2 separate regions of the Zea mays genome follow, and region 2 is linked to region 1. Evidence: chromatin contacts called from public Hi-C data. All regions are on one chromosome and are shown on one strand. Each heading gives the region's core, a stretch centred on a gene start, on an enhancer-like site or on the middle of the called end of the contact. The rest is flanking DNA. Distances are from core to core; before and after follow the strand shown.

Region 1 (7,071 bases), core at 1,949-4,448:
GGCTGCCACGACGGCATGTACTTAGGGCACTATCTCCTCTCTGCTAGACACGTTAGCACCTTGCTACATCTCCTATTGTACACCTGGGCCCTCTCCTTACTCCTATAAAAGGAAGGTCTAGGGCACTCGTACGAGAAGGTTGGCCGCGCGGGGCATAAGCCTCTCGCTCTCTCCCACGCGGACGCTTGTAACCCCCTACTGCAAGCGCACCCGACCTGGGCGCGGGACAAACACGAAGGCCGCGGGTTTCCCCTTTACGCCTGTCTCCCTCCGGTTCCCCCCTTCGCGCTCCGTCTCGTGCCGACCCATCTGGGCTGGGGCACGCGGCGACAATTTACTCGTCGGTCCAGGGACCCCCCGGGTCGAAACACCGACAGCAATATATGTGGTATATGTGGTTCATTTCTTATATTGTTTTGTGGCAGCGAGGTTATGCTACCGAAACTTTTTTGGGTCCTACTAGTTTGATGTGGGTTTAGAACCTATCATTGCCTATACATGTAGGACCGATACCCTTGACGAAGTTAAATAATGTTTTCACGACATGGTTCGGTTTAACAGTCTCAGGCATGACTGAAGATCGTACATAGATGTACAATGGTTGGAGTAGGAATGGACGTCATTCTGATGATTGAGTAGCCAAGACCAAAGGTTTTGTGGACCACGTATTCTCCTTGTCATTAACCAGCACTGTCAGATGCCCTTGTAGGCGGCACAAAAATAGTATATTTCTTAATAAGGAAAGAGTTAGCCTAGATCTTTGTCAGTTTGGATTTATGCCCGAAATTTGAGGTGTGGGAACATCAATGGTGAGGTAGTACGCAACCGGAATGTAGAAGATGAGGAGAACAATAATTGGGCTGGCGATGATGCGATGCATGAGATGCTAGATTCGCTACGTCCAGAATTAAACCTAAGCTCCGAGGATCCTGTCACACGAGAGGTTTCCAGATTTTTTAAACTACTAAAAGACTCTAAAGAGCCATTGCATGAACACATATGTGAGTATACTCGCTTTTGTGACTCGGCTCATGGCCATTAAGTCCAAGTATTTTTTTTTCTCGAACAATTGTTACAATGAGATTATGTTGATGGTTTGAGTTATTCGCTTTTAGAGGGAGTCATTATGTTGTAATGGACTATTTGTGAACTGTGATGTTGTATTTGTGAACTCTGATGTGGTGAACCGTTTGTGGACTATTTGTGAACTGTAATGGACCCCGATATGTAAACTATTCGTTTCTGTCATTGTATTGTGATTATACTGTTGATGAAATTGTTGTTGTTTTTTGCATTTTTCAAAAAAAATCTCTGAAAATGTTAATTTTCGGCGGCCAACTGAGGTCGCCGAAAATAAGCGGCTGCTGTTTTCGGTGGTTACTGTTTTCGGCGCCGCAGCCTAGCCGTCGAAAATAACCCCTTATTTTCGGCGGCTAGCCTGTCGACCGCCGAAAATAAGCTATTTTCGGCGGCTGGTCGCTGGCCGCCGAAAATAAACGCTTATTTTCGGTTGATTTTTTCTGGCGGTCAGAAACCACCGAAAATAGCTTATTTTCGGCGGCAAAGATATTATTTTTGGCGGCTTCTGGCCATCGAAAATGACTGTGTCTTCTGTAGTGGATGGGGACCTCAATAATGTTAAAATCGATCGCGCCGACCTTGTTAGCATGGATCTTGATGTCGAGATTCTGTCATGTTAGCGCTCACGCCGGATAGGTCGTGATACCTTGTGTTATGTTCTGTAGTGTCGAGACGTGTAACCTCGCTTTTATCGTTTACAGTATCGATCGACTCCATGATCTAGTCGAAATTAGTTTCTTCAGAACTCCTAGAGCTTTTTTTTAAAGAAAAGGCTATAATGGAAAAATACGGGTGGTGGTCCCTTTCGGGAGGAAGAATTACCAGAGTACCAAACCAGCTGTGTCCTGTGAGCTGGTTTGGTATGTGAGGTGTGGCATGAAAAAAATACGGGCCGGCCGGGGCGGCCGGCTGATTCGAATCGAAGAAAAAAAGAGCGGCAGTGCAGAGCAGACTCGTGTGTCGATTAGGGATGAAAACGGGACGGGTACCCGGAACGGGTATCGGATACGGGTACCAAAACGGGACGTAATTTCGGATACGGATACAGGTATTTTGTTTGTCGGGACGGATACGGGTATTACCCGGATATTGAACCTCGGATACGGGTAGGATACGGAATCACTAATACCCGGTCAGTACCCGAAAATCCCGGGTCGGATACGGGTACCCGGAATTCGGGTACCCGTTTTTTCTTTTTCTGCATAATATAGTTATAAAATCATAACTTTTACATATGAAATCGGATGAAGATAAAGTTTATATGAAAATTGTAGAGCTTGAAGAGATCTATGACTTTGTAATACATCATGTTTTTGTTTAAACAATATTTTAATGATTTAATTGTATTTTGATGATTTTCTATGACAAGAAATTAATAATACATAAATAGCCTCAAAAAATTGTGAAATTTTACGGAGATACAACGTATGTCCATATGTAACCATAAAAAATGTTTGGATCATAAGATCTATAAGATGCCCACATTTCTTTCCTTTCACTTATTTGTATGAGTTACATGTGAAATTAGTGTAAGTATCCAAGTTTCAATATAATCAGTACTTCACTTTATCATTTTCATACGAGGACTTGAGTTATCTTCATATAAAATGTTTATTAGTTTTTGTAACTTATTTGCAAATTTTTAGAACTAGAATATTTTATGAATTTTAAATATTGCGGTGTTGGTTCTACAATGTTCTTGTGATAAGCAACTTTGAACTGCATGATGTCAATTTTACCGGTTTCCTTTCTTACATCTGATGTATCATATACATGATTATGTATTGCTTAACTTATGGATGGTTGGACAATTAATATCATCGGATGAACTACCCGACAATTATCCGGTACCTACCCGAGTAGTATCCGTTATCCGTTTCTTACCCGTCCGGATTATTACCCGGTCCCGTCCTGTATCCGTCCCGAATCTTAACTACCCGTATTCGGTCCCGTATCCGAGAGAAATATATTAGGGTAGGATACGGGATGACCCTATATCCGGCTGTATCCGTCCCGTTTTCATCCTAGTGTCGATCGCGTCGCGTGGTAACCATGAAGGCCGCGCGGCAGGCCATAAATGTGCACCTCCTCCGATCCGGGTCCTCCCAACCGAACCATCTACCACCTCCATCGCTTTTCTCCACCTCCAAGGCTCCAATTCAATTCCATCGCGCTGTCGTCTTCGTTGCCCGGTCGCCATTTTTTCCTCCTGATTTCTTCTTTTTCTTCCCTCACTATATGGTCAGGCCTCTGCCTGTCCCTCTCGTGTCGTGCCGTTGTGCGGTGCTCGATCCTGCCCGTCGCCTCTCCGGCCACCGCTGAGAAGATCCACCATTAAATGCCTGATCCACCCACCTCCTCCTCCTGGCTTCCCTATATCACTCACCCATCCACCTCGCTTCGACCTCACCTCACAGACTCCTCACACTTAGTACTGTTAGCCAGGAACAAGCCCCAGCAGCAGCAGCAGCAATGGCCGTGGAGAACGGCAGCGCCGACGAGGCGGCGGCGGTGACCGTGACCGTGACCGGCGCCCGCACCGTGGCGCCGGCCAAGAACCGCTGCACGCTCGCCACCTTCGACCTCCCCTACATCACCTTCTACTACAACCAGAAGCTGCTCCTGTACCGCGCCGCCCCCGACTTCCCGGACGCCGTGGCGCGCATGACGGCCGCGCTCGCCGACGCGCTCCGCGTCTTCTACCCGCTCGCCGGCCGCATCCGCCAGGACGACGGCGGCGCGCTGGCAGTCGAGGGCGACGAGGGCGCCGAGGTCTTCGAGGCCGAGGCCCAGGGCGTCGCCGTCGACGACCTCGCCGGAGGGGACTGCAGCGACGAGGCGGAGAAGGTCTTGCAGCACCTCGTGCCCTACACCGGCGTCATGAACCTCGAGGGCCTCCGCCGCCCGCTTCTCGCCGTCCAAGTGAGTGCCGTTGTATTGTAGTATTTCCGAGATCTTTCGGTCGCGCTATGGATCACAGCATGCAAACAGGATAAACTTGACACGCCATTCCCATTAATTATCAGTTGCGTGACGCCTTGTTCAAAATCGAAACGTACAAATCCCTTACATTCTTCATGATGTCATGTTAACACAGCAAACAGGATAAACTTTAAAAACATAGTATTTTTTTTAAAAAAAACAAATTTACGATTTTAGACAATGCATACATCATCTTGCTCCGATCCACATTAATCTCCACAGTAAATGAGTCTTGAATGTCAACCTACCCACTGTATACTGGCAGATGGAAGTAATGCATTGCTGGTACCAAGTACCCCAACAGCGGCTGCCTGTACAGTGCACATAAACCATTGGCCAGGCAACATAAGTCATCTTGTTTTTACAGCGATGCGTTTGCATGCATGCAGTTCACAAAGCTCAAGGACGGTCTGGCGGTGGGGTGCGCCTTCAACCACGCGGTGCTGGACGGCACCTCCACGTGGCACTTCATGTCCTCCTGGGCCGAGCTCTGCCGCGGCGTACCCCTGTCGCTGCAGCCCATCCACGACCGGTCCCTGTCCCGCTCCGTGCGCGTGCGGCTGGAGCTGCCGGCGTCCGCCGAGGCCCACGAGAAGACGGACCCGAACGGGCCGAAGAAGGCGCTGGTGGCCCGCGTCTTCTCGTTCCCGGAGCCCACCGTGGCGCGCATCAAGGCCGCGGCCAACGCGGCGCTGCCGCCGGGCGCAAAGCCCTTCTCAACGTTCCAGTCCCTGGGGGCGCACATCTGGCGCGCCGTCTCCCGCGCCCGGGGCCTCGGCCCCGCCGACATCACCGCCTTCGCCGTCTTCGCCGACTGCCGCGCCCGCCTCGACCCGCCCCTCCCGCCGGCCTACTTCGGCAACCTCATCCAGGCGGTGTTCACGGGCGTGCCCGCGGGGATGCTCCTGGGCGGGCCCCCCGAGCTGCCCGCGGGCCTGCTGCAGAAGGCCATCGACGAGCACGACGCCGCCGCGGTCACCAGGAGGCTGGAGGAGTACGAGGCGGCGCCCAAGCTGTTCCACTACAGCGACGCCGGCCCCAACTGCGTGGCCGTCGGCAGCTCGCCGCGCTTCAGGGTCTACGACGTCGACTTCGGCTTCGGACGGCCCGAGCGCGTCCGCAGCGGCGGGAACAACAAGTTCGACGGCATGGTGTACCTGTACCCCGGCCGCGGCGGTGACGGCGGCATCGACGTCGAGCTGGCGCTGCAGCCGGAGCCCATGCAGAGGCTGGAGAAGGACGACGACTTCTTCCTGCGCCAGGCGGCAGCCTAAGCCCGAGTCGTCGATCGTCGTGTCAGTGTCCACTGTCCACCCATCCAGTTCGTTGATCGTGCTTTATTTTAGTAGTAAGTATTGTGTACGTTCCTGCTTGCTATATTATTATTATACTAGTGTTTTGCTTTGTTCCTTGATTAATTGTACGAGCTAGGCGTGCGTGTTGGATTACACTGTATTTGCTGGACTGGAGCTGAATAAGGATGGACCAGACTTCGATTAGTTTGTGCAAGCTCACGAGTGATCGAGCATGGTCCCTATATATGTCATCACTCGTTGTAGTAATGCAGTAATGTACTCATTATATTGTTATGCATGTACTTCCACTTGTACCATACCATGGAATCGAACCAATCAACCAATGCAAGAATTTAGAATCTACGTGCAACCATGGAGTATTTTCTGAGTGTATGCTTGCACCGCACATGCCTCGTGTTTGCTGTTTGTTATAACGTTTGACGGTGGGCCCTTAGGCTGGTTCCATGCACCATCTCTCCGCCCATGTCACGTCAGCTCTCAACTCTATTCTCGTCTCTGCTACTTTAGTATACAGAGACAAAGTACAACATGCTACAGTCTCAACCCGTAGCCAACTCATCTTTTTTATTTCACAATAGCTATTTCATGCTGATTTATTCGGACATCTAAAAATTACGCAACACATTTTTTTATTGAATTAAAAATTATGTATTACATGATACTTAGAATAAAATTACATAGTAATTAGAAAACAAAATTCCATGAGATGAAATAGTGTGTGAAATGAGCTTCAACTAAGTGAGAGTATTTATAAATGGACTGAAAATGAAATTTATGTTTTTTTGTTTGTTTTTTGAATTTTTTGGACTCCAAACAATCACCAACGGCTAGTACACGTGGCACTGACGTGGCTGGCATGGACCAATCAGAGGCCGCCAATTCACTCTCACCCGCCCGCACCCATTCCAACGGATCACCCCTCTATCGCCCGTATCTCACTTCTCTACCACCCCATCTGCTCTCCAATGCGGGCTAGAGCGAGGCGATAGGCACACTGTCGCCGGGCGACGCGGCCATCGCCCGCTCCCACCCTCTCGCTCGTCTCCTGCCCATCACCTGCTATGGGATGTCCACTCTCGCCTCTACTCTAGCCCCCATTGCCACCAGCCTTAGTGAGTGTACATGATGTACCTTTTTTAGGTTCGGCGGGGGGTTAGCAAATCACCGTGAGTTCATGATCTCCAAGGGGACTTGGTGTACTCTAGGTTAACGGTAGAGAACCCAATGTGAGAGTATATGATGCACGAGGGATAGTAGATTGAGAAAGATTTGGATCATTGGAGCATAATATTCTATGTTCTCTTGGTTGCAGGTTGTATTGCTTCAAAGTCGAAAAAGACTTTGTCCTGAGCTAGGATCAGATGTCCCCTCTTAAGGGGCCCCTCTCCCATTTATAATCTAAGGGAGAGGGGGTTACATGTTGTGTGGGACCAGCTTGGTAGCCAGACCCCTTCTACTGTTATTATTGAAGGTGTAACTGTCCATCCACTATCCAGTGTCAGCACTGCCTACACGTCATGGATGGTCAAAGCCACCCATACACCATAGATGGCGGAAGTCGTCTCCAGACGTGGCGGTCGTTGTCCATGCATGCGCCATAGTGGCGTACTATTGTGTAATGCCTAATTTTTGAATCGGCAAAATTTCTCAAAATTTAGTTTACTTTGATAAGATTTGAGTGGTTTAGAATCAA
Region 2 (7,071 bases), core at 1,282-3,781, 240 kb after region 1:
CACTTTCCAAACATGCTTTTTCTCTTAAAACAGTTATCTAGCCTACTAATCCAGTCATTTTTCTTCTCTAAACACCTTGTGGCCTGCAAAAGTAAAATCCTAAGTTATACCTTGCCTTCATCGATTCCACGACCAACGCTTTTAGGTCTCCAAGACTTTCAATAAAGCTCTTCTCCCAGTGGTCAAACCTACATTCTTATTTCTCCAAGAATTCGTTAGTCCACAAATGGTTGTCATTAATTACTAAAACATCACTTAGGGGCCTAGATGCTTCACAGCACTGTTGTGGGTCTTCTCCTGCCTCCACAGGTTTGTCGTCAAAGACAAAGTTGTCCTCCACACCACCATTGATGATGAGGATATTGGGGAAGTGGAGTGATTCTGGCATCACATGCTAGGTGATCGTGGCCATAGGCTTAGTGACCGCGGCAGATGTTAGCCTAGTCTTAAGTGACTCCAGAGTCTTGGAGCGATATGTCTCGCATGAGCACGAGTTCATGCGAGACACTGTGTCTTAGATGTCGATGGAGCTCCACCATCTAGCCGTGCATCCTTCTTTGGGTGGTGGTGGTGGTGAGCCCCAATTAGAGCCCGGCCAGAGGGTCTCCTTCCTTCTTGTTGACTTCTGGACGATGTGGCTGGAGATGTGCATGTTGGAGGTCCTAGCGGTCCTTTAGTGGAGGGTGATTTTCTGATTGGTGCTCCCTTCTCCTCCGACTGATCTGAGTCTAGATCCGAGTCGGGGAAGTAGAGAGTGGAGTGTGCCACATCGAAGATGTCATGGTTCTCGTCTAGGGCGGAGGTGTTGACATAGATCTATGATCGGGTGATGAGGTGATGATCCGGTGTAGTTTGATTATTGTCTTGGACGCTTGAAACCAGAGATGAGTCGATGCAGTTCATGGTGACGCAGCCTTTGGTTGTGGCGTAGTTGTAGTCGTCGCTGGAGCTATTGTGGACTTAAGTAAATGGCCCTATCGGATCGAGGCAACAACCATCTGTCCCTTGGACTTTTTCTCCGCATCAGCGATGCGGTGCAGAGTTCCACTTTGATCAGCAATAGAAGAGATCGATCCAAAATGAAACATCTCACCAACTATGAAGTTGACGGCGTCGGTGAATATGATGGCCATGGAGCTAACTGATGTTGATGTCGCCTCCCCTACCTCGTGCGCCAGCTGTCGATGTTTAGTACCGGTAACACACTATGGGGTATACCATGTAGTGCTTTTTGTGGTTTGGCGAGATCGACTACAACTTGATGGTTCATGCGCAGCATGATGGAACATGAGGGTTTATACAGGTTCGAGTCACCGTGTAATACCCTACGTCATGTGCTCTGTGAATATGATATTGATGTGAGTTTGAGGTTACAAGATAGAATACTGGTTTAGACTATGGGGGTGAGGAATCATTTAGTAGGCGTGCCTATCCCACCTTATATAGGTGACGAGATCATGCTTTACATGTTTACACTTATCGCTATCTACACATACGGAATTTTGTTCTGGTTCGCGGATGACGCTGCATGCATGGTGATCTTGTTCCGACTTACGTACGACATAGAATACTGCTTCGGCCTCGTCTGCAACGATCGCTGCAGTGCCTTGGTACTCAAGCAAGGCTTCTATAGTTCTCAGGTCTGAGTTAGTCGGCCAACCCGTGCGTTTAATTTTATGGCCCATTCAGGCCTTTAACGGTCCATGAACTTTAATCCACGCTGTGCGGACCAGTGATTTCTATCCCACAAAATTGTGGCCCAACGCGTCGGTTGGATCTGACCACGTGAGTTCCAATGTGACCAGTATCGTTCAGACCTGTCTGTCGGCAGCCCAATCGATCGGTCAACCGAGCCAACCCGTGTTGCGATTGTCTCGGTCGGTACCGACCGCCTGAGTCACCACGTCAGAGTTGGTACCAACCCGTATTGCACTGGCCTAATTACCAAGCGGGCCAACTACATTTGCAAAATAAAAATAAGGGAGTGTTTGGGACTACTTTACTTTTAAAAAACCTGTTCGGTTTCGAAAACATCAAGCCAAAGACCGAGACAAGTAGTAGTTTATTCATAAAGCGGCAAAAAGGGTGCTTCACAAACGTTATTCTCGTAGAGCAGCAACAAGTAGTAGTTTATTGTGTCCCATATTTGTAATGATACTATTTTATAATGTTCATAAGAATTGTGGATTATAGTATTAGTATGTCGTATAAACATTATTATTATTATTATTATTATTATTATTATATAGTGTACTGTTACTTTTTTTAATTAAGGTTTTATAAAAACATGTAAGCAAAACAGTTACATATATCATTTAAAGGTACAAGGGATACTTCTAAACAAAATTTTATTTTAGTAAAGCTGAAGTTGGTATGCAAGCCAAACACTTCTAAGAAATATGCAACTTTAAAGTTCATGAAGTAGAGTTTTTTTTTTTATTGAAGTCGAGTGGTGCCAAACACCTGAATAGTATAATTGCAAAGCATGCTGCTAGTAGGCCTATCCGTACGCAAACGAAGTTCTAGAGCTAAAGAGGGAAGAGGCAGCCGTCAGATGGGCTGGAACTTGCGATGGGCCTGACAGGAGCCCAGGCCTCATTATTTACTGGGTCCGCGAGCCAGCAGCAACTCCAGCAAAACAAGTTCTTTTTTCTAGTTGTTTTATTTCATAATATGCCAAGAGAAGAGAGTAGTAGGTGTTGCCGTGCCCGTGTTAATGGGGAGGAGAGACAGACGCACACGCCTATGGATCGCATCGCCAATCAACCAATCGATGAAGCGATCCGAGCCATCAGGTAAGTTGATCAAGGATCAACTGAAAGTTTCAGGTCACCTCAGGGATCTGCTAGGTGCTATTATTATACTACCTCCTATCCATTTTCAAATATTTGTCGTCTACTAATTTAACGTTAGACTAAGATGCGATAAATAAAAAAGAACGGGAAGTATTTATTTATTAGCTCTGATCTTTTGGCAAGGAAATCATCTGATGTGAAGCCACATGCATATATAGGATCCGATATACAGTATTATTAGTCTCTACTCCTATAAAGCATTAGGGTTCTACTGTTCCACTGTCATTATATGTCATCAAGTAACATGGGTTGTTACTTCCTAATTGGACAGGAAGGAAAACACCTAAGACTAACAACGTTATGAAATTGTATGTAAGACAACGCTTGTCGGGTACCATAATTAGGGGTACCCCAACGCTCCTAATCATGGCTGGTAAACACCCTCAGACCCACTGACGGGTGCGGTTCAAGCCAAGACTTCGTCTACCCGAGGGACGCGATCTCACCCGAGCCCAGCCTCGGGTTGGAACAGTAGTCCCAGACGAGTTCACGCCTCGCCCGAGGGCCTCCTCAGGCAGCGGGCGCCCCCTCGGCACACCCAAGGCCCGGCTCGGGCAGGCTTCGTTGTGAAGCAACCTTGGCCAGACCACCTCACCAACCGACCGCTTCGCATCCACATTAAATGCAGGGGATGCCTGACGCCGTATCCTGACACACGCGCCTCAGTCGGCCAGGCCGAAGTGACCGCAGTCACTTCGCCCCTCTTCTTTACTGTCTGATATGACAGGAAAACAGCGCCGCTCGCTCCGCTCCGACTGCCGTGTCAGCCACCCCGGCAACGACTGACAACAAGTCACGATCAACCACCGAGTTTAGCCTCGGGCGCAACAGGAAGCTCCGCCTCGCCCGACCTCATGCTTCGGCTTCGGGAGGAGGTCTCCGCCTCGCCCGACCTCAGGCTCCGGCCTCGGGAGGAGGTCTCCGCCTCGCCCGACCCCCGGACTCGGCCTCGACCCCGGTCTCAGGAGGAATCGCGTCCTCGCCCGACCCCGGCCTCGGCCTCAAGAGAAGTCTCCGCCTCGACCGACCCTAGGCTCGGACCGACCGCGCTAACAGGGGATACAACATTTCCCTATTCCTAGCCTGCTCAGGCTAGGAAGAACAAGATCGACGTCCCATCCGGCTTACCCCGGCGACGGGTAATGATGGTGCCCCGCGTGCGCCATGACGCCGGTGGCTCTCAGCCCCTTACGACAGCAAGGAGACGTCAGCAGGATCCTCGCCGCGCCGCCAGCTGTGCTCCTACAGGACTCAGGCGCTCCTCTGGCGGCCACGCCATCACATGTACAGGGCCCAAGCTCTCCCCCGACAGCCACGTTGGCATGTAGACAGGGCTTAGGCACTCCACTGCCGGACGCGTTAGCGCATAGCTACGCCCCCCGTTGTACGTCTGGACTCTCTCCTTGCCTCTATAAAAGGGAGATCCAGGGCCACCCTGAGGGGGGTTCGCGCGAGGGAAGCGACGGACGAGCTCTGTGTCCCTCTCTCTCTCACGCGACGCGCTTGTAACCCCTACTGCGAGCGGCACCCCTGGTGCAGGATAATACAAGGCTTGTCCCACCTCTTGTCTTTCATCCCGCGCCAACCCATCTGGGCAGGGACACGCAGCGATTTCACTGGTCGGTCCAAGGGACCCCCCCCCCCCCGGGTCCGAGACGCCGACAGTTGGCGCGCCAGGTAGCGGCCTGCTGTGTGTTAACGAACACCTTCCCATTGAGATCCAGATGGGGAGTCTTCAGCAACCTCTCCAGCCCGGGATGGTGCTCCGCTTCGGGAGTCTCGAGTTCATGTCCCTCGACGGCAGCTACGACATGGTACTCCTCCCCCCGCGGCGTGACGACAACGACGGTCTTCGACTCGCCCGGCGGCGGCGAGCTCTACGATAACATCTCCCCGCGGCAGAAGAGGAGCGCTCCGGTCGTCCCCGCCACCCTCCTCGACGGAGGAGGCGGAGACGAGGCAACCATGGCCACGCAGGAGGCGGCACCTTGTCGGCTGTCGCACCAGAGCGAGTCAACGATGCCGGCACTCCCCCAGGGGACATGTTGGACGTTGTCCTCGCACCTGATACGACGGCGGGTGTCACTTCCCCGCGACGTGTCAGCCCCAAGCGGACTGATGACGCCAGCACCCTCGCAAAGGACCTTCTGGGCGTTACCCTCGTACCTGAGATGACGGTGTGCTCCGCCCCCGACGCGACTTCACCACCGTCCAACGACCAAGAGGTACCGTCCATTTTCCATCCCATACCTTTTTGGTTCAGCTTCGATCCACCTAGCGACCCCGCTATGGTGAGCGCCTTCGTAAAGGCGTATCCAAACCTTCCGGGGTACCACATGTGGTCGACCTAGGACCGACTGACAGCCGTCTCAACCTTCGGACCGGTGGGTTCTGAGGAAGACGACGACCCCGACTCCGGTTGGGATTTCTCTGCCCTCAATGACCCCGGTGGCATGTGGGGCTTCATGTCCGCATGTGACCACTGCCTCTCCGGTTGTTCTAACGATGGCCATGACCATGACGACGAGGGTTACGGCCCAAGTCGTGAATGTTTCCACGTCGATCTCGGAGATCACAACGAAGGCAACCACCTCGGTATGCCAGAGGTTGACGATCCCCCTAGGCCCGCATCTCGCGTTGACATCCCGCGGGAGCTAGCTGTGGTCCCAGTCCCTGCGGGGGGTCAGGACATACAGCTCGAGCAAATCCATGAGATGCAGGCCCGGGTCGACGGGGAAGCAGGCCGGCTTGTACAGCTCCGACAGAACATCGAACAGGAGTGGGCAGGCCGATCACTCGCCGGAGAAGCCTGTCATCGGGCCCAAGACATCCGGCGCCGCATCGTCGACAATGTCGGGACAGCGCTGCCCCCGGCCGTCAGCGGGTCTGGCCAGGACCTAGCTGCAGCGGCGGTGCTGCTTCGAGCCATGCCGGAGCCATCCACCACCGAGGGACGGCGTATCCAGGGCGAACTCAAGAATCTCCTAGAAGGCGCCGCGGTTCGACGAGCCGAGAGCTCCGCCTCCCGCAGGCGAGCTAACCCCTCAGAGCATCACGCGGTGTCCTCCCGGCGCATTCGGGAAGCCTCGGTCCATCCCGAGCGTACACGGGACGAGGTGCCCGCCGCCCGGGAACGCCTCGGCAACGGGCACCACCATCTCGACCATCGAGCCCGCCTCGATGAGAAGGTGCGCCGAGGCTACCATCCTAGGCGTGGGGGACGCTGTAACAGTGAGGAGGATCGCAGTCCTTCGCCCGAACCACCCGGTCCGCGAGTCTTCAGCCGGGCCATACGACGAGCGTCGTTCCCTACCCGTTTCCGAGCCCCGACTACTATCACCAAGTACTCGGGAGAGACGAGGCCGGAGCTGTGGCTCGCAGACTACCGACTGGCATGCTAGTTGGGAGGGGCGGATGATGACAATCTCATCATCCGTAATCTACCCCTTTTCCTCTCCGACGCCGCCCGAACCTGGCTGGAACATCTGCCTCCTGTGCAGATCTCCGACTAGGACGATCTAGTCAGAGCTTTCGCGGGGAACTTCCAAGGCACGTACATGCGCCCTGGGAACTCTGGGACCTCCGAAGCTGTCGCCAGCAGCCAGGGGAGTCCCTCCGAGAGTACATCCAGCGGTTTTCAAAGCAGCGCACTGAGCTGCCCAACGTTACCGACTCGGATGTCATCGGGGCTTTCCTTGCCGGCACCACTTGCCGAGACCTGGTGAGCAAACTAGGGCGCAAGACTCCCACTCGTGCGAGCGAACTGATGGACGTCGCCACCAAGTTCGCCTCGGGTCAAGAGGCGGTCGAAGCCATCTTCCGAAAGGACAAGCAGCCTCAGGGAGAGCCGAAGACAGATGCCCCTGAGGCGTCCGCCCAGCGGGGCACGAAGAAGAAGGCTAAAAACAAGTCGCGAGCGAAGCGCGACGCCGCAGACGCGAATCTCGTCGCTGCGACCGAGCACAGAAACCCTCTGAAACCTCCTGGAGGGGTTGACGCGTTCGACAAGATGCTCAAAGAGCCGTGCCCCTATCACCAGGGGCCTATCAAGCACATCCTCGAAGAATGTGTCATGCTCCGGCGCTACTTCCATAAGACCGGGCCCCCGGCAGAGGACGGCAAGGGCCATGACAACGACAAGAAGGAGGGCGGCAAGGAAGAGGGATTCCCGGAAGTCCATAACTGCTTCATGATCTACGACGGGTAGGCGGCGAAC

Evidence for each region. A called contact is a pair of places that touch in the nucleus more often than the background predicts.
Region 2: a Hi-C map of ear shows a contact between it and region 1, with 2.9 times the contacts expected there. The contact joins the enhancer-like site here to the promoter of LOC100191512 in region 1. A contact is called at or near these places in 2 of 25 Hi-C or Micro-C datasets (ear and tassel).

What each region holds. Positions count from the first base shown.
Region 1 is chr1:207,452,229-207,459,299 of Zm-B73-REFERENCE-NAM-5.0, forward strand. It overlaps LOC100191512 (acyltransferase), which reads left to right and starts at 3,199. Exons shown (of 2, transcript NM_001136944.1): 1 at 3,199-4,002; 2 at 4,452-5,560. The coding sequence starts at 3,553. The coding sequence ends at 5,336.
Region 2 is chr1:207,693,055-207,700,125 of Zm-B73-REFERENCE-NAM-5.0, forward strand. No RefSeq gene overlaps it. Among protein-coding and RNA genes, the nearest start is that of LOC103645223, 45 kb to the right of the region's middle. Within about 2 kb of position 2,532, at least 17 of the 20 cell types and tissues checked have an H3K27ac peak or open chromatin away from gene starts, as enhancers often do. A contact at or near this core is called in ear and tassel, where this site is marked.